Regions from separate parts of the Mus musculus genome. Here all the other regions are linked to region 1. Evidence: chromatin contacts called from public ChIA-PET, HiChIP or PLAC-seq and Micro-C data. All regions are on one chromosome and are shown on one strand. The core of a region is the stretch at or near the end of the contact, and the rest is flanking DNA. Distances in the headings are between cores, read along the strand shown.

Region 1 (4,329 bases), core at 1,260-3,759:
CACCCCCCCCCCAAATAAACCAAAACAAAAAACCAAACCTTAACTTGCACAGTAAAGTTGGGTCTGATTGTGCAGGTGCACAGTCATTGTAGTGGTTTGAATAACAATGTCGTCCCCCCCCTCCCCCGCACTGCCAGTGGTGGCGCACGCCTTTGATCCCAGCACTTGGGAGGCAGAGGCAGGTGGATTTCTGAGTTTGAGGCCAGCCTGATCTACAGAGTGAGTTCCAGGACAGCCAGGGCTATACAGAGAAACCCTGTCTCAAACAAAACAAAACAAAACAAACCCCCCCCCAAAAAACCAAACAAACAAAAAAGAGAATGGCCCCACAATTTCGTATATTTAAATATCTGGTCGCCAGAGAGTGAGGCTGTTTGAAAGGATTACAAGGGTTAGGAGGTATGGCTTTGTTGGGGGAAGTATGTCTCTGGGTGTGAGCTCTGAGGCTTCAAGTCTCTGCCAGACCCAGTCTCCTGCTCTCTGCTTGAAGATCCTAAGTAGCTCTCAGCTACTGACCCAGTGCCACGCTTACTGCAATGCTCCCTGCCATGGATTGACCCTTGGAAACTGTAAGCCAGCCCTCCAAACCCCAGGCTTTATTTTATGAGTCGCCTTGGTCATGGTGTCTGTCTTCACAGCAATAGAAGAACAGTGACTAAGTCACAGACTGAGGAAGTTGGACTGCATTCATGAGCAAAGGCATCATCTCTAACCTCATTACACATGTAGCACACACATATCCAAACAGGGCTGGAGATCTGATATGACTCGGTAAATTGCTTGTATAAGGATTTGGGTTCAGATCCCAAGAACCCACATAAAGTGGGACGTGGAGACAGGAGGATTCTCAGGTCTTGCTGGCTAGCCTGTGTAGCAGAATACCTGAGCTTCAGCTTCAGCGAGAGACATTGTCTCAAAAAATATGTGGGCAGTGTTTGGGGAAGACATCTGTTTGTCAACATCTGACTTGAACACACACACACACACACACACACACACACAAGCACGTACTAGCACAATATACATAACACACACATACACAAACTTCCAAAGAGGGGTATACAAATTTTTGAAGCAAATCACTCTTGTAATGGTTTGAATATTAATCACTTAAGATTGTTTTCTACAGGCAAACTAGCATGCTACCATTTAAAATGGTAGCAGACTTTTCCATTTGTAAGTGCTTCTTGGATATGTCATGCCAATGAGAGCACATCTAATTCACCTTTTAAAGAGCTGTCTGGTTGGTAATACATTAGCAGTTAACAAACTAAAGAAGCAAACTGGGTCTAGTCTTTCAGCAAGTCACCCAACCTGTGCATCTGTCACTTTTCTGTAAGTGGACACACTAAAGGTACCTGTTGCATAGGGTCTGTGTGAGTATCAGAGTGCCTGGCAGATGAAACCATTACTGATGATTCCACTATGAGTTCTAACTATTCAAGATGTGTTTTGGACAAAAAAGACATAATTTGATTTCTTGGTAGGAAATCATGTTGGTACTCCTTGGGAATGGACAGGGAAGGAAGATTGGTAGTGGGGTCTTCTTCAGACTTCTGCACAGTATGGTGGTATAGAATATTGGCTGTGAGGTATTACACGACCAAATACCAAAACCTGCCTGATACGGATGGATGAGACAATCTTCCTCTAAGTCCCACATTTAGAGAAGTGTCCTTCTGATCATTTCTGAGTCCGTAGTACGTTTTGGTTTGAGATGGGGCCTTGCTACGTAGCCTGGCAGGCTTGGTACTGAGCCTGTAGATAAGGTTGGCTCCAATCTTTCTGCAATTCTGCCTCTGCGGTCCTGGTGCCGGGATTACATGCCTGCACCGCTATGACCCGATTATTTCGTTTTGTTTTCTTTTCTTCTTTTGTCTCACGCTGTAACCCAAGCAAGTATGCAATAAACAACAATCAGTCCAGCTTCCCGAATGCTGGGGCTTACAAGAGTAAGATACCAAACTTAGCTCCTTATTACTACCGGCTCAGATACAGAATATGAGATCAAGTGATTGGAGTGCTGAGGAACTTCCGGACACATTTATGATTGAGGCTGAGAAAAACAATACGTAGGCAGATGAACAAGAATGTCAACTTAGCCCAGATCTCTTGATTGCATAGAAGTCTATAAACAGTACACGGTGATGTTTAAACACCCAACCGACCCTGTCCAAGTTTAATAATCATCGTCCATAAAGAAGCTTGCGGAGCCCGAGGTTAGAGGGAAGGGGTGTTCACGCACGCCGTGGCGAGCTAGGCGCCTGAGCCGATGTCACCCCAGCCCGCCCGCAGCCGGGCGCGCAAGGGCCCAGGCCCAGGTCCAGGCCGAGGCTGAGCAAGCAGCACAGCAGCGGCGACTCGGAACCCTTCAACCCCGCGGCCTGCGCGCGCCGGCGCCCCACGGCCGGCGACGGTTGCGGCCCCGCGTCGGGAGGACTTCCGGCGTGTGCCGGGGTGGCCGGATGACGTGGCTGAGTCAGAGGAAGAGGCTCGGAGGCCGGGGGGCGGGGGCGGCGCGGAGCGGGCGGTGACGGCGGCGGAGGCAGCGGCTGTGCCCGGGCCCCGTGCGTCTGTCCGCGCCCGGTGGATGTGAATCGGCGGCGGCGGCGGAGGAGGAGTCGGTGGGCCGGCGCCCGGCCTGTGGGAGCGCGGAGGATGAGGCCGCTGCCGGGCGCTCCTGGCGTGGCGGCGGCCGCCGCGTTGTTGTTGCTGCTGCTGCCCCGGGCTCGGTCTGACGAGCACGAACACACGGTGAGGCGAAGCGAGCCGCGCGGCCGCCCCCGCCCCAGCCCCGCTCCCAAGCCTGCCGCCCCGCCAGACCCGGCGTGGTCCGAAGGCCCGGGGGGCCCGGTGCAGCCCCGCGGCCGCCCGAGCGCTCCTTCCGGTCGGGCATGGCGGGGCCGGATCCGCGGGAGCTGGGAGGAGGCATTTCCGAGCACTCGGGGCTGCCTGGGCCTTGCTCCGCAGCTCCGCCTCTCGGGGCTGCTGCCCGGGGATCGGCCCGGAGCGGGCTCTGGACCCGGGAAACTGGACGCTGTGCACACAGCACGGCGGAGGATGGATGCGTGGTGATCCAGGCGCTTGCCAACCAGGAAATACCCATCGCTTCGCGCAGGGCTCCGGCCTCTTCCTACCCTTCTCTCTCCCTCTCGCCCGAACCGGATTTAAACCGTGGGGTGGGGACAGCTTTAGGGAAGTGGAGGTGTGAACGGTTTACACGCGGACACGTCTTCACCCTGCACGCACTCGGTCCCCAGGACTCCCTTGCAACTTTCTCCGCGCTCCGTGAGTGCCCAGAGGACGCCCTGTTCGGGTGGTCGGTCCCTAACTGGGACAGCTCTGCCCTTGTGTCACCCAGCCCTCAGGCCACACCCCCACTCACTTTTGCTTTTGGCCTGAAGTTGATTGGCGGTTTATTTAATTGTATCTTCACATCAAAGCTCGCCTATTAATGACTCTTGGAGTGACTTTCACCTAGAGCTGTAACGCTGTGGAATTCACTTATTTATTTTTTTATTCAGAATGGTAGACGCGGGGAAGTGTGGAAAGTCTGATAAACCTAGAAGATTGCTTGGCAAATTGGAGATTGTTTCAAGGTTTTTATCTGTATTGTGATTTTTTTTTTTTTGCCCGAGTAGTTGTGTATTTACTAAATTTAAAATATGTGGAGAACGTTTGGCTGTAGCTGATCGGTGACAAAATGGGAGTACGCTGCTTTTAAGGGGCAGACGTTAGATTTTGTTTGTAGTGAACAAAACTTTGTTTTGATTAGCCAATTAAAAACTCTAAATTAGGCTGTTGTATTTTCAGTCACTGCTAGAATCTAATTGCATGTGTATGCGAGTTTTTTTTTCCAGAGAAACGTTGAATCAGTAACTTTTTTTCTGCGACACTTGTGAATTTTCTCTAAGATATTTTTGGTTTCCTTTAAATTTCAGCAAGTATAGTAGTTTAAATAGTATTTGCCTTTTTTTTTTTTTTTTAACAGTTGAGTTTCCATGTAAAATCTGGAACTTGTTGTTAGTTTTAGATCGACCATATAGACAGAAATTTATGTTCTACTTTTTGAACTTTCTATTTTATACTGCTACTAAGAGGGAAGACTTAGTTTATAATATAATCAGTTGTAAGTGTACAAAACTAGCATAATCCACAAGTTTTGTGCATGGCAGTTTCAATGAGAAAAATTTTAAAGCTTATTTATTTTTATTCTATGTGTCAGTTTTGCCAGCATGAATGTAGTATGTGTATCATGTATATTCTGAGTATCTTAGAAGAGGGTGTCAGATCCCCTGGAACTAGAGTGACAGAAAGTTGTAAGCTACC
Region 2 (4,329 bases), core at 1,133-3,632, 500 kb before region 1:
ACTGAGAGTTCCTCCAGATGTACCAGCATCCCTTGAGGATTCAGGGGCAAACTCACCCCAGATGGGAACACATTGATGGAGCACCCCTTCATCAAGGGGCATTATTTTCAGCAATCAAATCTTCCTAATTCTTTTTTCTTTCTTTTTTGTTTTTTTTTTTGTTTGTTTGTTTGTTTTTTTGTTTTTTGTTTTTTGAGACAGGGTTTCTCTGTGTAGCTCTGGCTGTCCTGGAACTCACTCTGTAGACCAGGTTGGCCTCGAACTCAGAAATCCACCTGCCTCTGCCTCCTGAGTGCTGGGATTAAAGGCGTGCACCACCACGCCCAGCTTTCCTAATTCTTTAAAGTCTAGGTGAACCTCTCCTCTCTGAAGCCTTGTCTGGCTAACCCAGCCAGCCAGAATAAGTTTCTGTTGAACTCGTGTCAACAGAAACAATCTAGGGGACAATCACATCAGTGGTGCAGTGCTTGCCTACCACATGCAGTGCCCTGGGTTCAGTTCCTAGTGCCGCCAACACACAGCTTTGCACACCCACCCATCCGCCAACACACACCCTTGCACATCACCCACCTACAACCCTTTTGCTTTCTCTTGTCTCAGTAGTGTCAGCAGCTTGCTGTTTTTGGTTTTAGTAAAGGGTAGTGCTGCTAATAGCAGGACCTCCGTACTCATTAGACGTGGGTCAGTTCTCTATTGTAGTGTGTGTGTGTGTGTGTGTGTGTGTGTGTGTGTGTGTGCAGTAGCTGATGGGGCAGGTGAGTTTCTGTGGGCTGCAGATTCCACATCTGTGAAACGACAGCGTACTACCCCTGCGGTGGGAAGCTGTGAGGACAAATGAGAAAATGGACACAAGGGCCTGGGGCAATAGCCATCACCACACACGCCCTACTAAGTGGTGACTGTTACAGTCAGTAAGAAGACATAACAAACTGGGTTAGACAAGCGGCGCAGACAATGTTTACTTGGTAGAGTCACACTCTCAAATTATTTCATCGTAAATTTGGAGAGAACACTAAGTGTAGATTTTGTGGCTTTTGGTGGGTATTAAAAAAAAGAAAGTTTTAAAGCATGTCTAATTGTCTTGTTTCTCTTTTAACCTAGGATTCTTTTGAAGGCTCTCTTTATTACTTCTGTCCTCTACAGTGAAGTTTCTCTTCAGTGGGACAAGTGTTATTTCTCTTCTCAGTGAAGCTTGGACCTGCAGCTGCTTGCTGCATTTTGACTTGTGAAAGCCAACTCATACCCTGACCCGACTGATACCTCTAACCCCCTCACTGGATGTCTCTGAAGCTGTGCGTCTGTGGAAGTGCTGTGCTCCGTGTTTGTTTTTAATGTCAGAAGCCACTAGTGCCTGCCCCAGCTTACACAGTGCAGCAGGTAGGCAGGGCCAGCCACACCTACTCAGTGTGCTTAGGTCGGTTGGTTTCTTCAAACAGGATATTTTGTGTTAATTGTTAGTAATATTTTTAAAAGTACTGTAGGTCTTAGTGGAGTATTATTATTTCCAACTGGTATTTGAGGCTTTCCTCTGTGTCAGTAACTGCTTGTTTTAGAAGCCATTATTTTGATAATTAAGCGAATTACAAGTTAAATGCTTTTGACCCCTTTTTATTTTAAGCTTGAGTAATCTCTTTATCTTTGTGTTCAAAGAACTTACAGCTTTCCTAGACAATCTATTATTTCTTGTGTCTAATATAGAGGACTTGACCTGGCAATGAGAAAGAGGTCAGTACAGTGTATTTAACACATCTCAGTTATTAAGCTGCACCCCATACCCCTGTCTTCCCCTTATGATGTGAGATGGCTGTGTGGTTGTTACCTTGGTGATGTGAGATGGCTGTGTGGTTGTTACCTTGGTGATGTGAGATGGCTGTGTGGTTGTTACCTTGGTGATGTGAGATGGCTGTGTGTTTGTTACCTTGGTGATGTGAGATGGCTGTGTGGTTGTTACCTTGGTGATGTGAGATGGCTGTGTGGTTGTTACCTTTGTGATGTGAGATGGCTGTGTGGTTGTTACCTTGCTTCTTTCATTATCATCCTCTCACCTAGAACATGGCTGGTGCCACTGATACACTCTGTGCCTGGTTACTGTCACTTTGGAAATGTCATGATCTGCTACTTAGAGGAGCTTGCTGCAGTGTGCATGTGGTGAAAACAGAAGCAGGCCGAGGGGCTGGTTGGCTTGGGTAGGATGCTGTCACTCATTCCTAGGGATCAAATGTGCTGCTCACCTGTCTCCTGAGAGCAGGTTGGCATCAGGAAAGGCACGAGTGGCAGTCTCTGCAGGGTCCCCAGAGGGAGCAGTTGTTATGTGTCCCCGTAGTCTAGAACAGTTGCTTCCTGCCCATCTCCTTGTCTGGATGGGTACAGGAAGTGGTGGAGCGTGGAGAGCCACTGTCTCCTGAGCCGCAGGTGGCAGTTGCGGATGCTGAGGTATGGGCCTGGCTCTGTGGAACTAACTGTGAAACCATGCTCACCCTACTGTGGGGAACCAGATACCCAGCAAAATACGGTTCCACACTGATGATAGACAGTTGAACTTGTGTTATTGTTGAGATGAAGGCTGATGTTGTCTATCTGTCGGCCCTCTCTTCCATCCTACACTGTTTCATTGCTGTAACAGCAGTGCTGAAGGAAATGTGATGTTTTCCCTTCTAGCTGGATAGTTTGGGAGCATGGAGGTGTGTGATCTATAGTGGATTTTAAGTTCCATTCTCTAAAGCAGTTTTAGGTCATCCTTAAGGATCTTTATTAGCAAATTCATTTGTCTAGGTTTCTGACTCTTTCTGGTGATGTTGTTACTAAGAAAAAGGTTCTTTTCTTTTTGAAATATATTTCTTATGCCAGGTATATAGTGAGGTCAAACAGAAACCTCCTTTGTGTTAGCAAATCAGAGATGTTCTCCTCAGCATGGAGCCTGCTTTCAGTGTACCCCACCATGCTGGAATGTAGCACTATGCAGGGATGCAAGCCAAGCAGTGCCTTGATGCAGCCAGGAGTTACACACTCTGTGAGCAAGAAAGAGAGAGCGCGGGACTGAGGAGCCTAGTGTGGGTAGAGGGAAGCGATGCCCAGGGATGGTCTGGGTGAGAGAGAGGTGCCCCATGCGCTTGCTCTCTGTGGCTGGCCTCTTGGGCAGTGAGTTACCACGTGCATTTGGGAATGTGGATTTCATTTATTTATTGGATAGTCATTACTTGCTGTAAGGGTATTTTAGGTCATTTTTTCTTGTAGAAGCTGTGATCCAGTGCAGAATAGACTTGAGGAAAAGCATAACCTTTTGAGTCTTGTAACATGTGGCTTTGTAACCTGTGGTATCTTCTTGGAAACGCAGACAGAAGCTCCATCGTCGTCACAGAAGGTTGCTGCCGTCCTTCTGACAAGGCGTACAGTTGCTGTTTTGAGCCAGTATTTAACTAATGTTTTTAACTAATGTTTGTTTGAGACAGGGTTTCTCTGTGGTCCTGGCTGTCCTGGAACTCACTCTGTAGACCAGGCTGGCCTCGAACTCAGAGTTTTCCTGCCTCTGCCTCCCCAGGGCTGGGATTAAAGGCGTGAGTGTAGTCACTGCCTAGCTGACCTGTGTCTTAAGGGTTTTTATTATATTTATTTTCCATGTTGGCGTAGTCTTTGTGACAGAACCTTTCTTTTCTTTCTGGGTTAATCGTCATAGGCTTTGATGTTGTGTCAAAGTGTCATCTGGTGGTTATTGTTGCCAACTATGAAGAGACAGATCCTATCTGATCTGTATCTGCACTAGGTAAATGAATAGAGGCTGTGGGCCCTTTCTCTGACGTTCCACAGAAGTGGATTTTCTCACTGAGACCAGTGATCAGGTTTGAACCCGCCCCCGCCCTGTCCCCCCATTCCCCATGTCACATGCACTGTGTAGGGCACAGGTGGGAGACAGTATTGGTTAGAACCAAGTGCTGGAACATTCTAGAAGCACAGCTGATGGGGCCTGAGGGAACCCACAGTGGTCCCTCCACACAGCATGTGCTATACTCTGAAGGTCCTCCCAGAGTCAGTCAGGAGTGATGAGGAAACACCCTGGGGGATGAGGCAGCACAGGATGCTGACTGGCAGGTTGTGTGCTGAGGTCTCTTTTCTGTGACATCCTTTCCTCTGGAGACAGCATCATCCCTGCTCTCCTACACTCTAAAGTCTTCAGACTGAAGTGAGGGTCCAGATCTAAACCAGCAGGACTGTCCCAGAGTTTGCAGAGAATCTGGCTTCCTAAGATGAAGGTTTTGAGTGACCTTAGTCCTGGTAGCCTGATGTCAGACTCCCTGTCAAAAAGCTGGCTTTACTAGGCAGCCAGTGCTGAAA
Region 3 (4,329 bases), core at 500-2,999, 480 kb before region 1:
GGATGGGAGGGGGAGGGGGGGAAAAGTCCTTAGAGGACAGGCTGGCTTTCTGGGAAAAGAGGCAAGTGGCCCTTTTATATTTAGATCCCAGTGATAGAAGCTCTTGATATCACACTGTAAGGACTGGCAGAGAAAGCTCCCTCCCCAAGTTACCAAATTTGTCTTCAAGAGATAGAGCTGGGATGTAGAGACTGTGCTCTGATCAGAAGTGTGGTCCAGGGCTTGTCTTGAATGGAGTCAGACATTCAAGTGTGCCATGCTGACCACAGGGCCTTATGCAGTATATGGTAAAGTAACTGGAAGAGTCTGATCCAGAGGGAAAACAACCAAGCATCCAATGGTTCCAGGTGAGTCCCACGCCTCTAATCGTGTGGTGACTTCAGTATCTCACCACTGTGACAAACTGCCGTCATTGCTGGGCTTAGGTTCTGCTCCCCCCTCCCCCCAAGAAGGGGGACCCTGCAGTAGCTCCACTAGGGGGGCTTTTGACTCTTGACCATCTGAGCTACTTCTGATGCCCAGTTGTTATCTGCACATAGGGCCCTGACTCCCGGAGCTCAGCTCAACACGAACTCCAAAGCTTGCGTGGAGTTTCCAACAGAGGAATGCTCGACAGAGCCATCTTTATCGGGGGGGGGGGGGGGGGGGGGGAAGTCCTTCTCTTTGAGTGCAAAGCTTTGGAAGGGATGCACATGGTGTGGAATAGGAGGAAGGGGACACCCACAGTGACACTCAGATCACCAGATCAACCCTGTTGATCAATGGGATGACAGATGTCTCAGCCAGATCTCCCTCACATCCGGAGCTCAGCTCTTTAGAGACCCAGAGAGCCACAGCTGTCCGTTTTGGGGGAGGTGCTTTCTTTTCTGGGGTTGGAGGGAATTCTGTCCCTCACTGGATTTCCTATTCACACCCACATCCCCAACTCTGTCAGAATAAGAAAATTCCTTGCCCATGGGGCTGTGAGGCCCGAGGTCCTATTCAGGTACCAGTTGACTGGGTGGTGTTTTTTTCTTCTAAACAGGTTCTGTGTTCTCTCCACTCTGGCCTTTTGAGAGGACCAAATATTCCTTTTCTTCTGTTTCCACCTGCCAGATGTGGAGAGGCTAGTTGCTGGATTTCCAAGGTGGCTTCCTATTGGTATACCAGTAGAGAGGCTTGTGTAGAAAACACCTCCCCTCCGGACTTACAAAGTCCTGTCAGGACTCCTGTCATCCCAGCTGGCTGGCTTCTGTTCCCGGAAGAGGTTGGGTTCTGCCTTTAGGGAGAGTATGTGTTGAGGGAGAAGACTAACCTGGCCTGAGGCTTTTATATTCTCTCAAGTCTCTTCCCTCAAGGTCCCAGGCTGGGCAAGGAAAGACAGCTTGGAGAGGCCATCTGGTACAAGAAGCCTCACCAACAGTTGACAAAGGAAGTTGGTGGGGCCCGGTGACCTCTTCAGCCATTGGGGAAGTCTGTGGTCCCAGGGAAGGGAAGGTGTAGGGAAAAAAAATCTTTTTGCTCCTCTGCCCTAGTAGCTGAGGGTACTGAAGTGACTGGTCTAAATGTACACATCATTGCAGTGTGTGTGTGTGTGTGTGTGTGTGTGTGTGTAGCTTACAGAGCAGGTCCAGTCTGTAAGCCCCCTTCCCCGGGCCCCCGCAGCCCTTGGCGCCTGGGAGGTTGCACCTTTGAAACTGTATGCCAGCGGCTGGACCTCTGTAGCAGCAGAGAAGTGGTGGGGAGGAGGCGGGCGGTGGTCCGTGCTTGGGGGGGAGGGCGGGAAGGAGTCTGGCCCTGGAAGTGTGCTTTTCGATTGATGGATGACTGCCGGGTGTGAGCGAGCGTGCGGGTGTGAGTGTGTATGTGTGTGTGTGTGTGTGCGCGCGCGCGCGAGGTGTGTGTGTGTGCGCGCGCGCGGGGCCTGCCCATTTTCCTCCTCACAGCAGTCAGTTGGGAGCTGGAGGGAGAGGGAGACGCCGGCAGCGAGCACTGGGAGAGGAGCTGAGCGCCCTCCGCTTAAGACGCCTTTCCTGGGTCTACGCACAGACGCTGTCGCTGGGAGCATCTAGGTACCACTCGATCCGCAAGGGCGCATCGCACGATTCCACCGGCTCTTCGGTCCTTCGGTGGGGATAGCACCTGGAGCTAGCCCCGGACGGGGATGGTCAGCGGCTGCGGCCGTCTGGCACGCGAACGGGACACGGCGAAGGCACCATGGCGCTAACGCCCCAGCGCGGGTCCTCTTCGGGGTTGAGCCGACCGGAGCTGTGGCTGCTGCTGTGGGCAGCCGCGTGGCGCCTGGGGGCCACGGCGTGCCCCGCCCTCTGCACCTGCACCGGCACTACGGTGGACTGCCACGGCACGGGTTTGCAGGCCATCCCCAAGAACATCCCACGGAACACCGAGCGCCTGTGAGTACGGATCCGCCCGTCCACTGGGAGTCCCTCCACCCCCTCGACCCCTGGTTGCTCTCCCACCCTGACGGATCAGAGGGACCGGAATCGGGTGGGGGGCGCTAGACCGTTGGGCTCCGTCGCCAGTAGAGGAGTCAGTGCCTTGGTAGGTTTTTAGGAAACCAGAAACCAGGAGCGCATTTGCAGGTGCCAGATTCAAAGGGCCCTGGAAGCATCCTCAGCCCTTCCTCACACCTGCCCCTTGCGATCTCTGCTCTCCGCTGTGACAGGTCCTTCCCACTGTACAGCACTTTATTCCTCTAGGGTACCTGGAGCCTTCCTGGCACCTAGGAGAACAGCTTCCCACAGACTCCAGGCACGGTGTCTCCTTTTGGACACATGGGGTTTGCTGGGTTCTGAGTGGGCAGGTGGATTTGGGCTCTGAGGGCTCGCTGCCACGGACCAGAAGTTTCTGAGCACCTATTCTACCCATTGTTTGGTCCCAGAGCCTGGATAAGTCTTCCCTTGAAGGTGTAAGCAACCTACCCTCTCCTTCAGTCTTCATCCTGAGCCCAGGCAGACAGACAATGGGACCCGAGGGCCTTTGGTTTGGGTTTTGGGGAATATGACATCGGAACCCTTACAGGGTGAGAGGAGTCCTGGACTGCGAGCTCAGGGATGATACTAGAGGCCAGGAGCTCGGACTGGGACATAAGGTTGGAGACATTGACAGTGACAAGTCATAAAAACCACCCTTCCTTCCCTCTTGTTCTCTTGTACTTCTGGATTTTGAGGTAACTCCACCCTTTCCAGACCTGCCTCATGAGCACGGTGGAGCGTGTGTGATACATTTTCTCTTTTCCTGCCAAATGTGGTCGGTGTGAAATTCCGGCACCTAAGGATACCACGGCAGTGTGAGTCCGGGGGGTCTGCGGGTCGTGCGAGTGGATTTTTAGTCACACACAGGGCCTTTGTACACTTTCAGAGGTGACTGTACCAGGGGATTTTTTTTTTTTTTTGATACTTTGGGGAAGGTTAGTGGCTTCTTTGAAACCATGCTCCTCTTTCTTTCCACACTCCTGGGTGACTACAGTGAGCGTCAGAAAAGGTATACATATTTTGATAACTCAGGAGCATACTTTCATGAGTCTCAGCTGGCCAGAGGCAAACCCCGGGGAGAGCTGTTGCCTACATCAAACTCTGAACTTCTGTACCGAGGCCAGCAATTAGTGAGTACATGCTTGCCCCAGACTCTTTCTTGGCTGGGTTTGAGACATTCCCGTGACAGTTTCAGAGAATTTGCAATCTGCATGCAATCTAGTTGGGAACTGGCGTGTGTGTGTGTGTGTGTGTGTGTGTGTGTGTGTGTGTGTGTGCACGCACCCATGTAGAAATTGGGGTGACCGAACTGAGTTTCCTTGAGTCAGCCTCATGGACCTAGAGAGAAATTAAGGACAATCAAGTCTGTTTGGAGGACCTCTGAGGTCACCTTGGCCTGTTCTTTCCGGATGAAATTTCTGTCCCCTGCTTTACCCAGTGGTGTGTTTTTTCTGGGCTATTACCCTGGCAGCAGCCCACACAGGAGACACATGAGGCCCTCTCCTTTGCTTTTGCACCTTGTCTACTCTGCATTCTTGCTTTCCCACTGTCCTACTACCTTGACTGCTTCTGATAGGCTCTGCTTTGCCTTTCATGAATTCTTTAGTCTTTTCTAGTCAGTGAGATGGAAGTGAATCCCCAGACAGAGCAGAGTTGGGGGTAGCCCTGGAAGCCAGAGTATCTGGGTTAGAAGCCCAGCTCTGTGAATTATGGGCTATGTGACTTTGGACAAGTTACCAGACTTCCCTGAGCCTTGGTTGCTTTCTATTAGGAAATGGAGTCTGGGCTACATTGGGTTTCTGGTTCTTGTGGCAATGGAAGGTAATGTCTGGAAGAGGCTGGGTAGTATTCTGGT
Region 4 (4,329 bases), core at 529-3,028, 460 kb before region 1:
GCCTGAGAGTGCATGGTGAGATGGTAATCAAGAGAAAAATGGAAACCAACATCTTTTCCCACCCTCCGGGCAGGCCTGCTGCTGGTCCCTAAAAACATGTGGGGGCAAAGGTCACACAACTGGGGTTCCTTCTGTGCTCCTCTCCTGAGGTATGGCTGCCATTCATTGACTGATGTGTTCATAAACGAAGTCATTGCTCCTGAGGGAGAGCCAGGGGGGAGCGCCCCCCCACCCGAGGCTCCCCTCTCACCTGAGGCTCCCTCCCCCCACCTGAGGCTTGCTGTCTTAGGCGCAGGAGCACAGGACAGCGGTGAGGAAGTAGAGGAGCACTCAGAGCTCAGGGACTGTGTGGCTTGCTCCTGAGTGGAGCTTTCAGTTTTGAAACTGGGTCTTGGCGAACTGTCTACATCTCACCTTGGTGATCATGAAAAGGAAAAAGGATCTGGTGGGTGAAGACGGGGGTTAGCTCATGTCTCTTTATGGTGGTCGCCTATCTGGTCCAGCAAAAATGGTATAGATGCAGATGTTAAGTGGGAGAGTCCCAAAGTTCATGTTCTTCGACCAGAAAGGTCATTTCATGCCAAGGATCTGACCAAAACAATGGCTAGAAATTCATATTTCTGTATGTATTTTGCAAATTATCACAATTTTAGAAATAGCCATTTGGGTGGCTAATAAGATACGATCAAAACTGAAACACCATTGATATCACTGGGGTGTGATCACAGCACGAATGAGGCAGGAAAGACAGGAAGTGAAGACTGTGTGTGTGTGTGTAGAGAGAGACAGACAGGCAGAGACAGAGAGAGACACAGAAAGAGAGACAGACAGACAGAGATAGGGAAAGACACAGAGACAGAAGCAGACACAGAGAGAGGGAGGGGGAGGGGGAGGGAGAGGGAGATGGGGAGGGAGAGGGGAGGGGGAGGGAGAGGGAGGAGAGGGGGAGGGGGAGGGGGGAGGGAGAGGGCAGACAGACAGACAAGCAAGCACACAGTAGTAGAGGAGAAAAGGTGAGCATATACCAAGAGATGAGACAACGGGGCTACTTCAGCTTTGTGTTCTCTCTCTCTCTCTCTCTCTCTCTCTCTCTCTCTCTCTCTCTCTCTCTCTCTCTCTCTCTCTCCCTCCTTCCCTCCCTCCCCCCTCTATCCCCCCCCATTGATGCTATCACAATGAATTTCTATAGCAATTACTGAGCATATTTTGCTGCCAGATGCTATGTGGAGCCCTTGGCCCTGTGGTATGTCACCTAACCCTGAGATAACTCTACCCCAAGCAGTTCCACAGATGAGGTGTGTAGACCTAGGTATCTAGAGGCTAAGCCACAATTGCAAAGGAGGAGATTAGATTATTTTGCCTTCAAGGCTTAGACTACTAATGAGTCGGACCTAATTAATCTCTCTCCTTTCATTTTTAGGTTAAAGAAAACAAAGCATTAAACTAATAGAAAGGGGCGTGTTTGTCTCATTGTCTTTTTGCAGCTCAGAAGCCTCTCCCCTCCCCCCAGGCCTTAAACTGAGCAGTCAGCCATCCAGGGCTAGGCCAGATGTTCATTTCTGTGTTTGCTTTCTTTATAACTCTTACAATAAGATATCTGGCTCTGCTGGGTTGACTTGGGATCTACTCCATTCCACCTCCCCTCTGTTTTTTTCCAGGCCTTGGAGAAGAGGAGGTGGGCGGGGGGTCTAAGCTTGAGGAGGCGTGGCCTGGAGAGGAGGTGAAAGGGGTCTAAGCTTGAGGAGGCGTGACCTGGAGAGGAGGTGGGCGGGGTCTAGGCTTGAGGAGGCATGGCCTGTGGTAACCGCAGCTGCCACCTGAGGCCTGGCAGGGGCTTCCTTTCCCAGTCATGGACTTGTCTCTGCAGACCTTGTCCCTTCTGTCTGCTTTCAGCCCTGGCCTGGGTCACCTCAGGGTGTCAGGTATACACAGTGAGCAGCCAGTGCAGTGGCCAGATATCTGCTCCGGTTTGTGGGAGACCAGGGGAATCTGTTTGTGAAAGCGGGTGGGAGTGGGGAGTCAGAATAGAAACACTCAGTCTGTGAATATAGCGTTTTCAATTAAAATGGAAATGTACATTTATTGGCCCCTTTCCCAGCCTCACCCCTAAGAATTCGTCTATTCCTTTTGGTATGAGATAGTGACTGGCGTTTTCTATGGCTTTATTCATCCAAACCACACACATAAACCTTGTGTGATTTTTTTTTTAATTTGGGTTTCTTGAAGGTAGAATGAGATTTTTTTTTTCAGCACCTTGGAAGCAATTTGGGTGAAGAATTAAATCTTTTTACTGAATTCAACAGCTCTTCAGTTGGCAGCTTTCCTTTTTTTTTTCCTTCTTTCTAAGATCTCTCCAAAGCAGCCAACATAATTTTCATATAGATGACTCTCTTCCCAGTGGCATTTCATTTATTTGTGAATGAAATTGATTGAATTGTGTAACCCTGTTTGTAAGAACCTGTGGTGTAAACAAGGTTGAGAGGAGACATAGCTGCTTCTCTCACAAGCAGTTAGGAAAAGCAGATACAGAGGCAGGAGTGTGAAGCCCTGCTGGTCACAGGTCTAAGTCTGGGCTAGCCTGCTGGACAGAGGTCACGGAGCATGCTCAGTTCCCCGGGCAGTCAGTTACTGGGGATGTGAGCTGGGATGGGAGCTGTGGAAGGGCGAGCCTCAGAAGCCTGCACGGCTTAGCTCAGGTTAACCTTTTCCCATCTTGTCATCACAATATGCCTCAACTCTCAAGAGGGCAACTCCATGATGTCAGCAAGCTAACCTTGGGTACCTGGTAAGAGCCAAGCTATATGGCAAGATGGTGGCATCAAACATTTCCCACAGATGGTGGGTTGCTGCAGGGAGGAAGGTGTGTGCTCGGATGAGAATGTTATTGTCACCTTTGAGAGGAGAAGGCCCATACTTTACTCTGCTTCCATCCTATGAGGTGACATCTAGAAGCATCTGTCCTGGTGCACAGAGTTGAGAAAGACGAAGAGTGGCAGGAGCCCTCGGCTGCTCTCTTCTCTCTGAGCTTGAGTGTTCTTTGATTTTTTTTTCCACTTTAAATTAGTTGTTGAATTCCCTTCTCTTCCCCCTTCTTAATGTTTTCAAAAACTGAAGGCAGAAAAATGAGAAAGTCTTGGGGGGAAAACAAAACAAAACGAAACCTAGCAATTACGAGGCAGTGTAAATACTGGATTAATTTATTGGACTGGGGATAGGGGCTGGGAGAGATCTGATGGCTGCTCTTGTTGCTTTAAGGCTTACATAGGTAGTCCCTTTTCTTCCAAGGCAATGGAATGCTTCCCTAGGAAACTGCCCTTTAAAGTCAATTTCTTCCCCTTGGTCTCCTACAGCTGTAAATCTGGTGTCTGTCCTGTGCTGGGACATGACAGCTCCCAGTGCGGTGACAAAGGCCATTCTCACATATCAGATGCAAGATCAGAGGAGCTAACCTCCCTCCCATGAGGTCCTGCGTGCTGTGTGGAGCTCAGTCTCTTCCCCTCCCACCAGAAGAAGTTGTTGTTGTTGCTTTTTCCTGAGCTGGCTCTTCACAGTCAGTGAGAAGAAAACCTGGGTGGCCTGTGTGTAGCACACTGTGCTGATGCCTTGCAGGAGGCTTGCAAAACTCTCTCTCTCTCTCTCTCTCTCTCTCTCTCTCTCTCTCTCTCTCTCTCTCTCTCTCTCTCCCCTCTCTCTTTCTCTCTCTCGTTTCTCAAAAGTAATAAGAAATCTTCCAGGGCTGGAGAGATGGTTCAGTGGCTAAGAGCACTGACTGCTCTTCCGAAGGTCGTGAGTTCAAATCCCAGCAACCACATGGTGGCTCACAACCATCCATAATGGGATCTGATGCCCTCCTCTGGTGTGTCTGAGGACAGCTACAGTGTACTTACATATAATAATAAATAAATCTTAAAAAAAGAACACAATAAAAAAGAAATCTTCCCACTCTTCCCACAGCAGATGTGACTCCTTTCTGTGATCTCTGTCTTCCTGTCACGCAGGTTCCAGACCCAGACTTTTGGCTCCTGCCTGTGTGTAGGTGGGGTGATGCTCTCATCTGCTCCTAGAACAGTGGTTCTCAGCCTGTGGGCTGTGACCTCTTTGGGGCTAACCGGCCCTTGTATATCAAATATCCTGCATATCAGATATTTACATTGTGTTCATAACAGTAGCAAAATTACAGTTATGAAGTAGCAACAAAGTAATTGTTCAGCCAGGTGGCACCAAGGTGCGGGGAGCTGCATTAAAGGCTCATGGCAGTAGGAGGTGGAGAGCCACTGCCCTAGAAGAATAAAAACTCCAAAAGCACCACCTTGGCATTAGAAATAAACA
Region 5 (4,329 bases), core at 549-3,048, 430 kb after region 1:
GAAATTTCAAGCTGGGGGTGCAATTTTAACAACTTAAGCCAAGATTCCATGTCCTAATCTGCTTAATTTGGTCATATACACCAGATATAAACCTATTATCATTGAAAAATCCCTAAGGCTCAAGCTACAGGATCTTATTAAAGAGTCAGCTGTTTCGATCCTTTCCCAGTTTTCATCCAAGGTGAAACTGAGTTAAGTTGATCATTCTGGGTCTTCCCTCTGGCTGTCAGAGAAGCAGGGCTATCGCATATATCTGACTTATAACATCCATCCTATAATCATTAGTTAGAATACCCAGGCTTTGGTCCAAAAGGAGTAGGTTCCCCCCCCCCCATGACTATTAAGAACATTGTGTCTATTTTCTACACTTGACATTACCAAGGAATAGCTCCCTCCACCTTAAGGCTTTTTGTATAGCCTGGATTTGAAGGACCAAGGAACAGTAAGTTATCACATAGCTCTTACACTGTTCTAAGTTCCTGCACAGTACATACTTAACAGATTTCACAATCACCCCATAAGGACGTTCTGTCGTTGTTATTTCTCCTTTTACAGACGAGGAAACTGAGAAAGAGAAAATTAAGTTGTCCGAAGTCTCAGAGCAGGTTTGGGGAAAGGTTGGAGAACTGAGTTATGTACAGGGCTTACACCAGCTTCATGCAACAGCATGTACGAAACAAGGAGGGCTGTTCACTCACACACAGACACAGACAGACAGACAGACAGACACACACACACACACACACACCCATGGTCGACCTGGCAACATCGGAACACCATCCACCTTCCTTCTCCCAACTACCACGCCCCAGTCTTCTCCACATTTACAGGTTCTTCGGATGCAGCCCAGGGAAGGAAGAAGTTAATTAACTTTGACAAATGAGCAAACTCGCCTTCTCTGGCCTGGAAGGTAGAGAGTAAAGAACCTGACTGGCCTTTCCAGGAAGCACAAGAGCCGGGATGGGGAAAGTCGGGTCTCGGGAGTTACCTTGTACCGAAGCGCCTGGTGAATATCCGCAGCCAGCTGTCCTCGCCACCACTGCCCCTCCAGCTCCATGGAAGCCGGAGGTGCGCCCGGCCAGACGCCGCAACTTCAGTCTGGAAGACACGCCCCAGACGCGGTCACGGCCAGCAACTCCCCCCCCCCCCAGTCCCCCCGCGATCCTCCGCGCCCCCTCCTCCAGGGATGCGATCTCAGGTCACCCCGTGCGGCTGCTCCTCTTCACCTGACCCGACCCCGAGCCATCTTCCAACGCCAGCAAGGCCTGATCTACCCAGTCGTCTGCAATCGCCCGCTGCAAGAACTGCAGAAAGGTGCGAGCTCTGAAAGCTCCGGGCGGGACGGCCCACCTCGGGCTCTCCGAGTTCTGGGTTCGACCTCAGCCGCCTGCACTTAGGCGCGGGAGCCCTGACATTGTCAGAACGTCGCCGGAATGGAGAGTGACCAGCGCGCGACACCAGGTCCGCGCCGACAGCCCCGCACGCTCCACCACCCTGGGGGTCTGCGGTGCGCCCGCCGCAGCGCGGACCCGGAGCGGCAAACAAAAGGCCGGGCGGGCGGCCGTGCTCCGCGCCTCGCTTCCCCTCGCCTCGCTGCGCTCCCGCAGGCCTGCCCGGCCCACGCGGTTTCTTACCCGGAACCGCGGCCCTCAGAGCCCCAGCCCGGCCGGCGTGCACGGGGCGCCGGCAGCGTTCATGCCGCGGACCGTCGGCCGCGAAGCCCCCGCCTCAGCTAGGGCCCAGCACCCGGGCGCTCGCGCCGCCCATTGTTAAAGGACCGGCAGGCGGCTCGCCGTACAAAGCCAGCGCCGGGGCACGGGCCGCCCCGCGCTGCCAATCGGCTCTCGCGATACAGCGGGGTCGCGCCTCGCCGTCCAATCGGCGGCCGGGCCGAGCCAGGTGCTACTCCGTCTCCCGGGCCCCTGCCCGGTGCCGGGCGGTCTCGCTCTGCAGCCTCCGCGGTCTGTCGGCGCCCGAGGGCCGCTCACCTGCAGAGAATCTTTGATGGGTCCCGGGTGCTGGCAAAGAAAGATGCGATGTCTCAGCCCCGGGATTAAAACTTGGCAGCGCGGATCTGGCCCGCTGTCTCACTTCCGAGGGGCTGCTCTCCGGGATCCTCCCCCTACCCTAAGCCTTCCGAATGGGCTTTAGCTCTTACCAGTCCCTAAGGCGCTTTGGTTGTCGAGTTCTGCTCCAGTCTCCCCTCTAAACCCAGTACTCCTTTTAGCTCTTCTAACTCAGCTCTTCTTGTTGCTTTCACTTCGGCGATTCGCGCGAGTTGCGACTGGAATTGACATCTTTAGCAACCTGGCTTGTCAGATCCATAATGGATGTAATTGACCATCTGTGGTGGTCAAGGAAGAGACCCTAAACGGTGGGAACACTCCAGCGTCAATTGAGGCGATTGGCTGGGGCTGGAAATGTAACAGAAACCCCATCAGTTGTATTTGAGAGTGTCTGGAGGACCACCCCAAAAGAAGTAGATGGGTTCCCTCAATTTTCCAGAGACTGTAAAGCGACTTCCTTCAATATTTAAACATAAATCATGAGACCTCACCCCTTACTTTGAATATTTTGTTTAGAAAGAGGAAGAGTGACAAAGGGCTAGTACAGAAAAGGATGAGTGCACACTTCGGGAGCATGGCTTATCACCCTGGTATTTGCATCCATCCCGGAAGGGCTGCTGCAGACCCCTGTGTGACAGTGTTATACAATGCCTGGGGAGAGCAGGGGTTCAGGAAATGATGGGAAGAAACTGGAAGCATGCACGTGAAAATTGGCAGAACCCAGCCTAGCCCGGTGCATTTCGGGAAGAGACTACTAGTAGAGGGAAAGGACGTTATCTGGCTAAAATTTCCATGTCATTTATGGTATTTAAGTAGTACTCAGTTTCCAATTCACGACTACTAAGCAGCTTTTGGCTTCCAAATGATTTAGGGTCCAGGCCTTTCTTAAGAACCTTTTCAGAAAAGTGGGTCACAGACTATAATTGCCTATGCGATCCTGTAATAAGCAGGTTGTCCTACAGTCTACTTTGAACACGTTGTTTGCCGGGAGAGACCGGTTCAGAAATCATGTATTATTCTAGACTTAGATGGCTCTTTATAAGATGCCAGTATTCATCCTTGTTCATGCCTGTGTATGTCTCTGGTGGTCTCTCTAGAGTCTACATTCCTAAAAGGAATTTCGGTCTTACTATTTTTTTCATCCCTTTAGAGTGAGCTGGGCAGAAGGCACTTCAACTCTGTGTTCCCACAGTTTACATTCTACTGGGAAGAGAAAAGTCATAATAAATGAAAGATAAATCCATACCACACGGTAACAAGTGCTGTAAGGCAAACAAAGTGAAAGGCTAGATAGGTGGATAGGCCGACGTTTTATGATAGGGAAGCCATGCAAAGGCCTGAGGGGAAGCGACTGGCTATCTAGATGGTGGATGGGCATGCCAGCAGAGGGGACAGTAAACACGACAGGGTTCCATTTTGGAAGGAAAGTAGAGGGCAGTTTTCCACTTCAGTAAAGATAATCCAAACTTCAAAAGACACTAGCAAAGGTTTCAGAGCGAACCGGGCAAGGCACCCGCACAACAGAGAATGGAACCTCGAGTTGGGTTGCAAGAGATGAGGGTGGGAGCTGATTCTCTGGAAGGCTTTTGGGACTGCGGGCACTTCCGGCAGTCGGAAGCCACCACGCTCTGGCAGCCAAGACACTAACATCGGAGCACGCAGGGGAGAGAATTCTTCATGAAGCTCTCTGTACTCAATGCACGTGTTCATCAGACGCTGTGCGCTGAGAACTGGGGGAGGGGGATGAGCAGTACAGGGCTTGCCCAACGTACCCGAGTCCCTGGCTTCAAGCTACTGTACCACAAAAACCAAAACACTGTAAACCAAATACACAGAATGTATTTAAAAGTTAAAAAAGAAAAGAAAGCCATTGCTTTTTGTCAAAAAGAAAACACTTTAAAATAAATGCAAGCAAAAGGCAAAAAAAAAAAAAAAAAAAAAAAAAAAAAACCCAAACCAAACCAAAACAAAAAAACCATAAAACCAATATAAAACTATGCATACTAACTGGCAGACTCCTTTCTCCACTTCTTCCAGAGGTGGCCTTTTCCCAGAGGCACCACTACTGCTGTGTCTTTTGTTGTATCTTCTCAGAAGTATGCAGGTCTTTATAGCAGCACACACATACAGCCCACTTGCCTCGTTTTATGTAAAATGGTAGCTTATTCCGAGGTCTACTGTACACCTCGTTTTTGCCATACATCCTAGTCTAGGGATCGTTCTGCAATGGGACATCCGGGGCTCTTCTCAGGCTCTATCAAAT
Region 6 (4,329 bases), core at 1,267-3,766, 420 kb before region 1:
ACCCTGGCCTTGTCATGTCCCCCAGCCCTAGAGCTGTGGTCTCTATGGCCGCAGTGATGTTCATATTACACAGTGGCTGGGAGATTTAGAGCCATCCATGTAGAGCTGGAGTGTGCCAATGGCGTGGTGGGCCCACGGCAATGCTGTGATTATTGTCGCTCGTTTGTCTCTGGTTTTCAATAACCCAGACTCTCAGCTGGCAGAGCCACTTGGCTTCAACAGTCCCCCGAGTGCCAGCCCCTTTCTGCCTGCAAATGTCCTTACCAATATTATGATGAGCCTTCATGAAAATAATTTTTTATTTTGTGTGTGTGGTGTAGGTGATGAGTCCCCGGGCCGTGTATGTATGGGCTAGGCAGGCGCTTGGCCACAGCTATATCCCCAGCCTCAAGAGAAGTGAAATTTTGATAATATAAAAGATATTTTATAATGTGTCTTGAGGCATATGTTAATGGAATGATAATGATGAAATGAGGAATTGTGAATCCAGTATGTTATGACTCTGTTGGCAGGCCCAGTGCCCTTCAACCTAAGCCCCAGCCTCAGCAGTGAGAGCCTGTGAGATCTGGGGTTACCTCCCATCTCTTCTGTAATATTATCACATGTGTGTGTGTAATATTAGTTTAAACTGTGCCTTTTCTCTTTAAATTTTTCCTTACATTTTAATTTATTCTGCGAGTATGTGTGTGCCATAGCCTGGGGTGGGGGGGTTCTCTCCACCGTGTGGGATCTGGGATTGAATTCAGATAGGCTTGGTTGAACCATCTCTCTGGCCCAAATTGCTTATTTTCAAATTTTTGAATAAAAGAAACCAAATCTGGCACATTTCTTTGTAGCTCTATTTCTTTTTTCTTTTCGGAATTCAGCGTGGTTTTGTGTGTTGTTTTATTATAACATATTTGTCTTAGTTAAGGTTTCTATTGCTATGAAGAGACACCATGACCACAGCAACTTTTATAAAGGAAAACATTCCTTTATAAAAGTATTACTATATTTAATTTAATTGCAGCTGGCTTAACTGTTCAGAGACTTAGTCAATTCATCATCATGGCAGGAAGCATGGCAGCACACGGGCAGACATGGTGCTAGAGAGGCAGCAGGGAAAGAGAGGAGCCTGGCTTGAGCATTTGAACCCTTAAAGCCCACTCCCAGTGACACACTTCCTCCAACAAGACCATAGCTACTCAGACAAGGCCACACCAACAGGCCACACCCACTCCAACAGACCACACCTACTCCAACAGACCACACCCACTCCAACAGACCACACCTACTCCAACAGGCCACACCTACTCCAATAAGGCCACACCCACTCCAACAGACCACACCTACTCCAACAAGGCCACACCTACTCCAACAAGGCCACACCTTCTAATAGTGCCACTCCTTATGGGCCTGTGGGGGCCATTTTCATTCAAACCACCACAATATTCCTATATTGCAGTATTTTCTTCTGCTTGGAAACTGTCTCCACAAGTAGATTCTTCTAGAATATTGTAAGTAGGATAAGATAAAGCCTGGCACTAAAGAGTCTCATTGTGGTTTGCAAAGCTTGGGGTCAGATGTCACCATGACAGGCTTTTTTGCAGTGGTTGGTCCTATCCCTGAGAGAGTGAGCTTGCTAGCCAGCAGATTTTTTTGAAGCTAGATTCTTTGGACACGGCTGCTGCATTTTCACGAATGTACGAATGATGCAAATGTTCCATTTCCCCCTTGGATGCCTGTTGACAGTTCGAAGATTTCCTGGCTGTAGACAGTTGTTTTGAGAATATCTCTGCCTCTCTACTCCTGGGGTGTTTGGCGGAAGAACTAAATGAGAATATGGGCAGGGTACGGGCAAGGGTGTCTTCAGGCTTAGAGGATCTTAGCAAATCCTTCTCCCCCACCCCCCATGGTGTTGGGGCTAAAAAGAGAGTCTGTCATGGTCTCTGTTTCCACTGTGCATCCTGTGCCAGGCTGGCCCCTCTGGGTGGCCACTGGCTGTGGAATTCTCTGTGCATATGGAGAATTGTCTGGAGTGATTCCTGGCAGGCAGAAAGGGAGCCAATAAAAAATGAATATTTTAAAAGTAAAATCTAACTCAGTGGCATCTGGCAGAGGGTCTAGATGAGAATCCGGGCAGGTTATAGGCACAGTGAAGCAATGAACGTAGATTTCCCACCCTCGTCCAGGATTCCTGGGGAGGCTACAGTCTGTCCTTAGTCCTGCTTGGGTAGGCAGGTTGAGTCCGATGAAGGAACTGAAGTTCCCGGTGGTGCCTATGAAGCAAGGGGGCACAAACTCGTGCCTGACTCTGGCTTGGCTGATACCAGGAAGCCAGACTGCGGAAACAGAGGGGCTTGTCAGCGATGTTTCTCTTTAACGTGTGGCAGAAGGGAACCGAGAGCTGATTGATCAGACCCAGGAGCCTCAGGGTGGCACATGCTGATCTATCCTCCATCCTCCTCCGTGTGGGCTCCACCACACAAGCCAGCCCTGGAGGCGCAGGGCTGCAGGCACCCGATATTTACTTTGAAATGTTAATTTCCCAGCTCCATCCTTTCATCCCGCCCTCTCTGCCTGACAGGGTGAGTGGAACACAGTCAGAGTGGGAATCAGCTGCAGCGAGCTGGGAGCACCGGGGCGGTGGGGCCCGGCACCTCGCTGGAAGGTTCCCGCAGGGATGTTTCTAGAACCTCCGTCTGTCCAGCCAAGTAGGAGGGAGGCACTTCTGTCTTCTGCCTTGCTTTCTTCTTTAGCCTCAGGGAGCAGATGAGGCTACAAGTGGCTTCAAAGTACAGGAGCTGTTACTCGCAGCAAAGCCAGCCTCTGAGCCTTGAAACAGGTCAGCGTGTCCCTCTGGAGATGACCGTGCGTCCGCTCTTTAAAGACCTTCTCCCCCTCCCAGATTCCTTGAAGCCTGCCTGTGAATTTAATATTGTCAATTCCACTTTTCAGACAGCGAGACCCAGGAAGGTAGAGAAACTTGTCCTTGGTCCCCCACTTGATTTTGGACCACACTGGAATCCAGGACTTCGGGGCTCAGTGCGAGGCTCTGCATCCCCAAACCACCCAAGGGTGCTTCAGATCTTTCGAGATAACCCTGTAGAGAGGTTGTCCCCCTGCGGCCACTGAGGAGACAGGTTTGAGTCATGGGCTAGGGACATGGTCAGGAGTGAGACTCCGGGCCTGGACTTTAAATTTGGTGGAACAAGAGAATGCTTTAAAGACAGAAAAACTGTCTGGGTGTGGTGGTGCATGCTTTAAACTCAGCATACACCTGGTCGGCACCATTTCCAAGACCGACAGGGTTGTGTAGTGAAACCCTGTCTGAAAACCATAAAACAGAACCACCAAAACTCAGGTTTGTTACAGTAGTTGAGAGCTGGGTCAGGGAACCTATTTCGGCCGCCCTTAGTTATGTTGTTTTCCCATTTTACAGATGAGGAAACGGGGACCTAAGCAGTGAAGAGGTAGAAAGGTGGGTTAGAGTAATGAAGGAAGTGACAGGGCAAGGACAAAAACCCAGGCAGGCAGGGTGGAGAGCTTTGCACTCAACTCATACTTCCCTTGATTTGATTTGTTTATTTTTTTAGATTTCTTTTATTTATTTATTTTTTTTCGAGACAGGGTTTCTCTGTCTAGCCCTGGCTGTCCTGGAACTCACTTTGTAGACTAGGCTGGCCTCGAACTCAGAAATCCGTCTGCCTCTGCCTCCTGAGTGCTGGGATTAAAGGCGTTGATTTGTTTATTTGTTTGTTTATTTTCGATACAGGATCTGGAAGCCCTGATGTGCCTGCCTCTGCCCCCTGAGTGCTGGATTAAAGCCACGTGCTACCACAGCTGGCTTCTCTGGCTTGCTCTCTTCCAGGAGAAGGCTTCAGGCAGGAAGAATGTGCTGCGCTGATAGAGCTCTGGGAGGGAAGGGAGGTCCAGCCAGGGAGTGGATGGGCAGAGGAGGGGGACTTGGTATGTGTATGTGTGTGCTTTCCTGGTAGAGAGAGATAGGGTTGGAATGAGTGCCTGAGGCAGGAAAGGACCCCACACAGCTGCTTCCATGAACTTCCTGCTTTGGACTCTTCCTTGGGGCAAGTGGGCATCAAGTGACAGTGGTGGCTGTGGGGTGCCGCCTCCCTATCCCAGGCATCACTTTGCAGCCTCCCATTCACCAGGATGGCAGCAGGTGGGTGGGGTCTGCATGCTCCTGCTTAAGGCCTCAGAGGGAGAACCTGTACATTTTCTCTGTACACTTCCTGTGCTGTCTCCTTAGGCTCTCCCGGGTCTGGAGAGTAGAGTCTCTGAAAGCAGGAAGCGGCCCCGTGCAAATGGGGTCCAATGTCAAAGGGAAAC
Region 7 (4,329 bases), core at 1,223-3,722, 390 kb before region 1:
AGCCAGGGCTAGCCGATCTCACTTGGCATTCAGCAGAACTCTGTCTGCCAGCCCCTGCTGCCACTCCTCCTGGATGACTCTCATTTGTCAGCTGCCAACATAACTCTAGGTGGTCTCCAAAATGTGAGGGAGGGATGCCTGCTTCCCAAGGGAGATACGGGACTGGGTAGAGGAATGTAATGGGACTTTTATTTCGATTTATTGTTTGAACTGAAAATAAGAGGAAATCGGCTTTTATGGATAGTTCCTTTGGACTGACACATGCAAAATAAATGGTTGACATTATTACTCTCCTCTTTGAAAATAATGGAGTGCTCTGTCAAAATGTTCAAGCCCCTGCTCTGGGCAACACTTCCCCTCCCTACAGCTCCCCTCTGCTTTACAGACAGCTGGACAAGAACCGGATCAGCTGCATCGAGGAAGGGGCCTTCCGTGCCCTACGGGGACTGGAGGTTCTGTGAGTAAAACCCAGGGTGGCCATGGGTGGGGAGCTGATGCAGTTCAAGGTCAGGGTCACACCTCAGCTGCTCATAGTCCTCCCAAACTGGAGGTTTGGGCAGTTTTCTTTCCAACAGGAGGCTAAGAGGTGGCTTTTCTGGGTGTGTGTAAACTGGCCTTTCTCCTATGGCTCTTCTGAGTTCTGGCACACTGTCCTCCCAGACTTAGAACCCCAGGCAGAGGTGACAAGAGTGCAGTCACCTGCTCAGCTCTGGGCTGTCCCTCCACCTCCATACCCAGAGCAGGGCTGGCCCCCGTCTAGGTAAAATGTCACAGCTGGCATGAGAGGCTGTATATGAGCAGACACGTCTCCTGTAAATCCCTGCTGGGCAGGTGTTAAATATGTCCATCTGTCCCTTTCAGGACCCTGAACAACAACAACATCACCACCATCCCTGTGTCCAGTTTCAACCATATGCCCAAGCTTCGGACCTTGTGAGTCACCTGGGCAGTGAGAAGAGGGTGTGGGTGTGGGTGGGGCTGCCCTCCACAGCCCAGGGGGCGGCCAGGGTAGGCAGGGATTTGAAATTGAAAGTCACCCAAAGTCCCTTGTGCTTGGTTTTTCCTTGGACAACAAACGACTTGGTTTTGTCCTTGGAGTTGAGGTGAGTGATCTGGGCAAAGGAACTCTATGATGCCAGGCCATAGAGCAGGCTGGGAGAGCAGGGAGCTGGGAAGGGGCAGTCCTGAGTTGGGACTCCTGCTCGGGGAGATGGGTGATGGATCCATGAGCTGCTGTTCTCCTGTAGCCGGCTGCACTCCAACCACCTGTTCTGTGACTGCCACCTGGCCTGGCTCTCTCAGTGGCTGAGACAGAGGCCCACCATCGGACTCTTCACCCAGTGCTCTGGGCCCGCCAGCCTTCGGGGCCTCAACGTGGCAGAGGTGCAAAAGGGCGAGTTCAGCTGCTCAGGTGGGTGCCTGTGTCCTCGGCCTTCCCTTGCTGGCTCGTCCCCCTTGTTTATGATGAGCACCCACAACAACTCACTAATGTCATTTCACTGTCACTTTCTTTCTGCCGACCACCTCTGGTCTATGGCATCTTCCCCTCCCCCACCCATGATTTCCCTGTGCCCTCTGTTCCTCCACTGTCTGTCCCCTTCTGTCCCAGTCTCTGTTCCCTCTCCCTCTACCCCATGCCTTCTCCTGCTCCATACACCAGTCACTCCCGCTCCTCCCCTCCCTCCTTCCCCCTCCTGGCACCCCCTCTGCTTCACCACAGCTGTGTTAGTGGATTGCTTCCCTTGGCTTCCAGCGTGGGAACGTCAGAACTCGGCCCCTATGGGGAATGAAGATACCAATGATGCTATCGTCACAAAGCGGAATAGTGTTCATCCATTAGTAGGGAGAGTTTATAAGGGGAGGAGACCCTCCCAGTGATGCCAGGAAAGTGAACTTCACAAACAAGAGTCAGGATCTTAGGTGCTGCATCTCAAGAGTAGCAACGACTTTCGACTTTCTGGAAGAGGCTAGGGGGGGCCTTTCTGGGGCTAAAAGTGCATCTGGGTAGTATATCAATCAGCTGAGCATTTAAAAGGGTGAGTTTCGTGTAAGTTACTATATACCTGTGTTTAAAAGCATGGGTTCTGACATCACACAGTGGACATGGCCCCGGTTTTGATACTTAGTCATTGAGCCATGTCAATTTCTACCAGGGAATGGATGCTAGAAGGATCCTTCAATGGTGGTACAGGAGGGTTCATGTGAGACTTGTGTGGAGCAGAGCTCAATAAACAGCTTCCATGGATAGAGGATCCTGTATCCGGAAGGCTGGGTGATTTGAGCTTCAGAACTCTAGAATAGAATTTTCCAGCTGATCTTGAATCAGCTTCGAGAGCCGTCAGCTCTGTCCTTGTAGTTGCATGGACCCCAGACATTCAGTGTGTTCTCTTGTTCTTGCACCCCTGGGGAGCTCCTATGAGTGAGCCTCCTCCACAGACTGCCACCTGTGCTCTCCCAGCTGCCGATCTGGAGAGGGGAGGGGAGCGGCAATGTGAGGCTCTCTGACATCACACCTCCTGTCTCTGCAGGCCAGGGGGAGGCTGCGGGAGCACCTGCCTGCACCCTCTCGTCCGGTTCCTGCCCAGCCATGTGCAGCTGTAGCAGCGGCATCGTGGACTGCCGTGGCAAGGGCCTCACTGCCATCCCTGCTAACCTTCCAGAGACCATGACAGAGATGTGAGTGCAGGGCTAAGCAGGCTGTTCTGTCCGCCAATGGGAAGTAGCACCCCAGCTTTCCCAGGTTTCTCGAGCTCCCTGTACAAGGCTGGAAAGCTCCCAAGCACGAAGGAGAGGGTATCCCTTCAAGGTCCACACCCAACCCAGTCGGCTGGGGCTGCCAGCGTGGGTTTCTTACTGTAGCATCACCATGGGGTCCCTTCAGCCACAGAAAGCTGGGATTTGGGGGCTCAAATCACAGCATGTGTCCATCTCCTTAACAAACATTGGCCCCACAGGGGAAGGGGTTTCTGGGACCAGTAGTTGGTTGCTAAGGGTGACCCTCAGTCTTCTCACAATCTTCCTCTCCCTGCAGCCGCCTGGAGTTGAACGGTATCAAATCCATCCCACCCGGAGCCTTCTCTCCCTACAGAAAGCTGCGCAGGATGTGAGTGCGGGCCTTTCCTGGCAGTCTCCAGCTATCAGGAGGAAGAGTCTGGGGCCAGACCTGTCTCACAACCTAGGCTCAGACCTTGACTCAGACCCGGCCTGGCCTTCCTGCATCTGGGGCTGTTGTCTGGGATATGGGGTGGCAGAGTATCTGTGAGGCCCTGGGAACCAAGTTCAAGCCTGGCTCATGTTCGAAGCTGCTTGTCACTTTATCGTGACAATGGAAGGCCAGTGAAAAGGCCTTAGAGCCCTGGGATGGAGAAAAAGTAGCCTGTGGGTGTTTGCCTGAGTGGGCAGCTGGCCTTTTTAGTTTTTAAGAGCCTCCCTCCCCCATGTGGTTGGGAGACCAGGTTTGCAGCCTTGGGGCAGCCATCTTCTCTCTGCTCCCCTTGCAGAGACCTGAGCAACAACCAGATTGCAGAGATTGCACCCGACGCCTTCCAAGGCCTGCGCTCCTTGAATTCCCTGTGAGTAGAACGCCCAAGTCTGGTGGGCTTTGTAGCAGGCCAAGCTCCTGATGGTTCAGAGCCCTGCGATGCTCTCAGGCACTGGGTAGCACAGACACACGATTGCACGGCCTAGCCGCCCCGGCAAGCAGAATGAACTGGACAGCTCACTGTTAGGGAAGACAGGAGGCTCCAGGCTCCCAGCTCCCAGCTCCCAGCTTCTATGCATGCCTTCTTGTGGAGGAGAGAGAGTCCAAGATGATAGGTACCGCCGGCTGTGGATGGTGCACATGAAGTTGTGCAGTGTGCAGCCCCCACAGCTGTGCATGACAGCCTGAGCACGCACTGGCACCGCGGAGATGATCAGACCTTGGGTAGCCTATAGGGGTTTCGTTTTGTTTTGTTTTTTCTCCTGTGAGATATGAATACAGTTACTTCTCATTGGATCTCATGTCAGTGTAGAAGAGACCAAAGGTCCATTTCAATGCATCCCTGTCACTCCTGGGGTCAAGGCCAGCTTTCAACTCTCTAGGAAACTGCATGCTGGGATCAAACACACGAATCTCATGTTGTCTGTTTCCACCATAGCCAGCCCTGGCCTCATCTTTCTGCCCAGGTTTCCCCTCTTCTCCATCTCTACCCTGCAGCTTCCAGCACAGCTGAGGGACAGGCATCTGACCACGTCTTGAGTCTGGCTGTCTTCCTGTAGGCTGCCATCTAGTTCCTCCCCCATTCAAGTCACCTTATGTGGTCCCCATGTGGTCCTTACCTCAGGAGG

The links. Hi-C and Micro-C count contacts between places; a contact is called where the count stands out from the background. ChIA-PET counts read pairs in DNA pulled down with a chosen protein or histone mark. HiChIP or PLAC-seq counts read pairs in DNA pulled down with a chosen protein or histone mark.
Region 2: an RNA polymerase II ChIA-PET map of effector CD8 T cells shows a contact between it and region 1, with 6 read pairs. The contact joins the enhancer-like site here to the promoter of Tm9sf3 in region 1. A contact is called at or near these places in 6 of 39 promoter capture datasets (the SN4741 cell line, cranial neural crest, hippocampal neurons and 3 more), 2 of 15 datasets of contacts at CTCF or cohesin (large pre-B cells and pro-B cells), 2 of 484 Hi-C or Micro-C datasets (cortical neurons and nephron progenitors), 25 of 115 datasets of contacts at active chromatin or transcription factors (DN3 thymocytes, the NIH/3T3 cell line, acute myeloid leukemia and 17 more) and 1 of 9 other capture datasets (embryonic stem cells).
Region 3: an H3K4me3 HiChIP or PLAC-seq map of stem cell-derived neural progenitor cells shows a contact between it and region 1, with 4 times the contacts expected there. The contact joins the promoter of Slit1 here to the promoter of Tm9sf3 in region 1. A contact is called at or near these places in 6 of 39 promoter capture datasets (embryonic stem cells, hippocampal neurons, maxillary cranial neural crest and 2 more), 1 of 484 Hi-C or Micro-C datasets (nephron progenitors) and 16 of 115 datasets of contacts at active chromatin or transcription factors (the 230-238 cell line, acute myeloid leukemia, astrocytes and 10 more).
Region 4: a contact with region 1 is called in an H3K4me3 HiChIP or PLAC-seq map of the SCID.adh cell line, with 8 read pairs. The contact joins the enhancer-like site here to the promoter of Tm9sf3 in region 1. A contact is called at or near these places in 1 of 39 promoter capture datasets (embryonic stem cells), 9 of 115 datasets of contacts at active chromatin or transcription factors (the 230-238 cell line, the SCID.adh cell line, bone marrow-derived macrophages and 3 more) and 1 of 9 other capture datasets (embryonic stem cells).
Region 5: a Micro-C map of embryonic stem cells shows a contact between it and region 1, with 6 times the contacts expected there. The contact joins the promoter of Ccnj here to the promoter of Tm9sf3 in region 1. A contact is called at or near these places in 5 of 39 promoter capture datasets (the HPC-7 cell line, embryonic stem cells, liver and 2 more), 4 of 484 Hi-C or Micro-C datasets (the G1E-ER4 cell line, embryonic stem cells and muscle stem cells) and 5 of 115 datasets of contacts at active chromatin or transcription factors (the 230-238 cell line, astrocytes, embryonic stem cells and 2 more).
Region 6: an H3K4me3 HiChIP or PLAC-seq map of forebrain shows a contact between it and region 1, with 3 times the contacts expected there. The contact joins the enhancer-like site here to the promoter of Tm9sf3 in region 1. A contact is called at or near these places in 1 of 39 promoter capture datasets (embryonic stem cells), 10 of 115 datasets of contacts at active chromatin or transcription factors (embryonic stem cells, epiblast stem cells, forebrain and 4 more) and 1 of 9 other capture datasets (embryonic stem cells).
Region 7: a contact with region 1 is called in an H3K27ac HiChIP or PLAC-seq map of DN3 thymocytes, with 4 times the contacts expected there. The contact joins the enhancer-like site here to the promoter of Tm9sf3 in region 1. A contact is called at or near these places in 3 of 39 promoter capture datasets (embryonic stem cells, hippocampal neurons and pre-B cells), 17 of 115 datasets of contacts at active chromatin or transcription factors (the 230-238 cell line, DN3 thymocytes, the SCID.adh cell line and 10 more) and 1 of 9 other capture datasets (embryonic stem cells).

The regions. Positions count from the first base shown.
Region 1 is chr19:41,262,184-41,266,512 of GRCm38.p6, reverse strand. It overlaps Tm9sf3 (transmembrane 9 superfamily member 3), which reads left to right and starts at 2,509. Exons shown (of 15, transcript NM_133352.2): 1 at 2,509-2,754. The coding sequence starts at 2,659.
Region 2 is chr19:41,766,969-41,771,297 of GRCm38.p6, reverse strand. It overlaps Arhgap19 (Rho GTPase activating protein 19), which reads left to right. Exons shown (of 12, transcript NM_027667.3): 12 at 1,102-4,329. The coding sequence ends at 1,112. Among named protein-coding and RNA genes, the nearest start is that of Gm19424, 22 kb to the right of the region's middle. Within about 2 kb of position 2,382, at least 22 of the 459 cell types and tissues checked have an H3K27ac peak or open chromatin away from gene starts, as enhancers often do. A contact at or near this core is called in effector CD8 T cells, where this site is marked.
Region 3 is chr19:41,741,276-41,745,604 of GRCm38.p6, reverse strand. It overlaps Slit1 (slit guidance ligand 1), which reads left to right and starts at 1,749. Exons shown (of 37, transcript NM_015748.3): 1 at 1,749-2,393. The coding sequence starts at 2,197.
Region 4 is chr19:41,722,645-41,726,973 of GRCm38.p6, reverse strand. All of the region lies in intron 3 of Slit1 (slit guidance ligand 1), which reads left to right. Among named protein-coding and RNA genes, the nearest start is that of Slit1, 19 kb to the left of the region's middle. Within about 2 kb of position 1,778, at least 41 of the 459 cell types and tissues checked have an H3K27ac peak or open chromatin away from gene starts, as enhancers often do. A contact at or near this core is called in the SCID.adh cell line, where this site is marked.
Region 5 is chr19:40,828,748-40,833,076 of GRCm38.p6, reverse strand. It overlaps Ccnj (cyclin J), which reads right to left and starts at 1,798. Exons shown (of 6, transcript NM_172839.4): 1 at 1,635-1,798; 2 at 989-1,098. The coding sequence starts at 1,057. Cc2d2b (coiled-coil and C2 domain containing 2B) reads right to left here. Exons shown (of 35, transcript NM_001376940.1): 35 at 3,299-4,329.
Region 6 is chr19:41,677,383-41,681,711 of GRCm38.p6, reverse strand. The region is part of intron 4 of Slit1 (slit guidance ligand 1); the gene reads left to right. Among named protein-coding and RNA genes, the nearest start is that of Gm34116, 12 kb to the left of the region's middle. Within about 2 kb of position 2,516, at least 17 of the 459 cell types and tissues checked have an H3K27ac peak or open chromatin away from gene starts, as enhancers often do. A contact at or near this core is called in forebrain, where this site is marked.
Region 7 is chr19:41,647,759-41,652,087 of GRCm38.p6, reverse strand. Slit1 (slit guidance ligand 1) reads left to right here. Exons shown (of 37, transcript NM_015748.3): 6 at 386-457; 7 at 862-933; 8 at 1,248-1,411; 9 at 2,529-2,676; 10 at 3,032-3,103; 11 at 3,501-3,572. Among named protein-coding and RNA genes, the nearest start is that of Gm34116, 41 kb to the left of the region's middle. Within about 2 kb of position 2,472, at least 12 of the 459 cell types and tissues checked have an H3K27ac peak or open chromatin away from gene starts, as enhancers often do. A contact at or near this core is called in DN3 thymocytes, where this site is marked.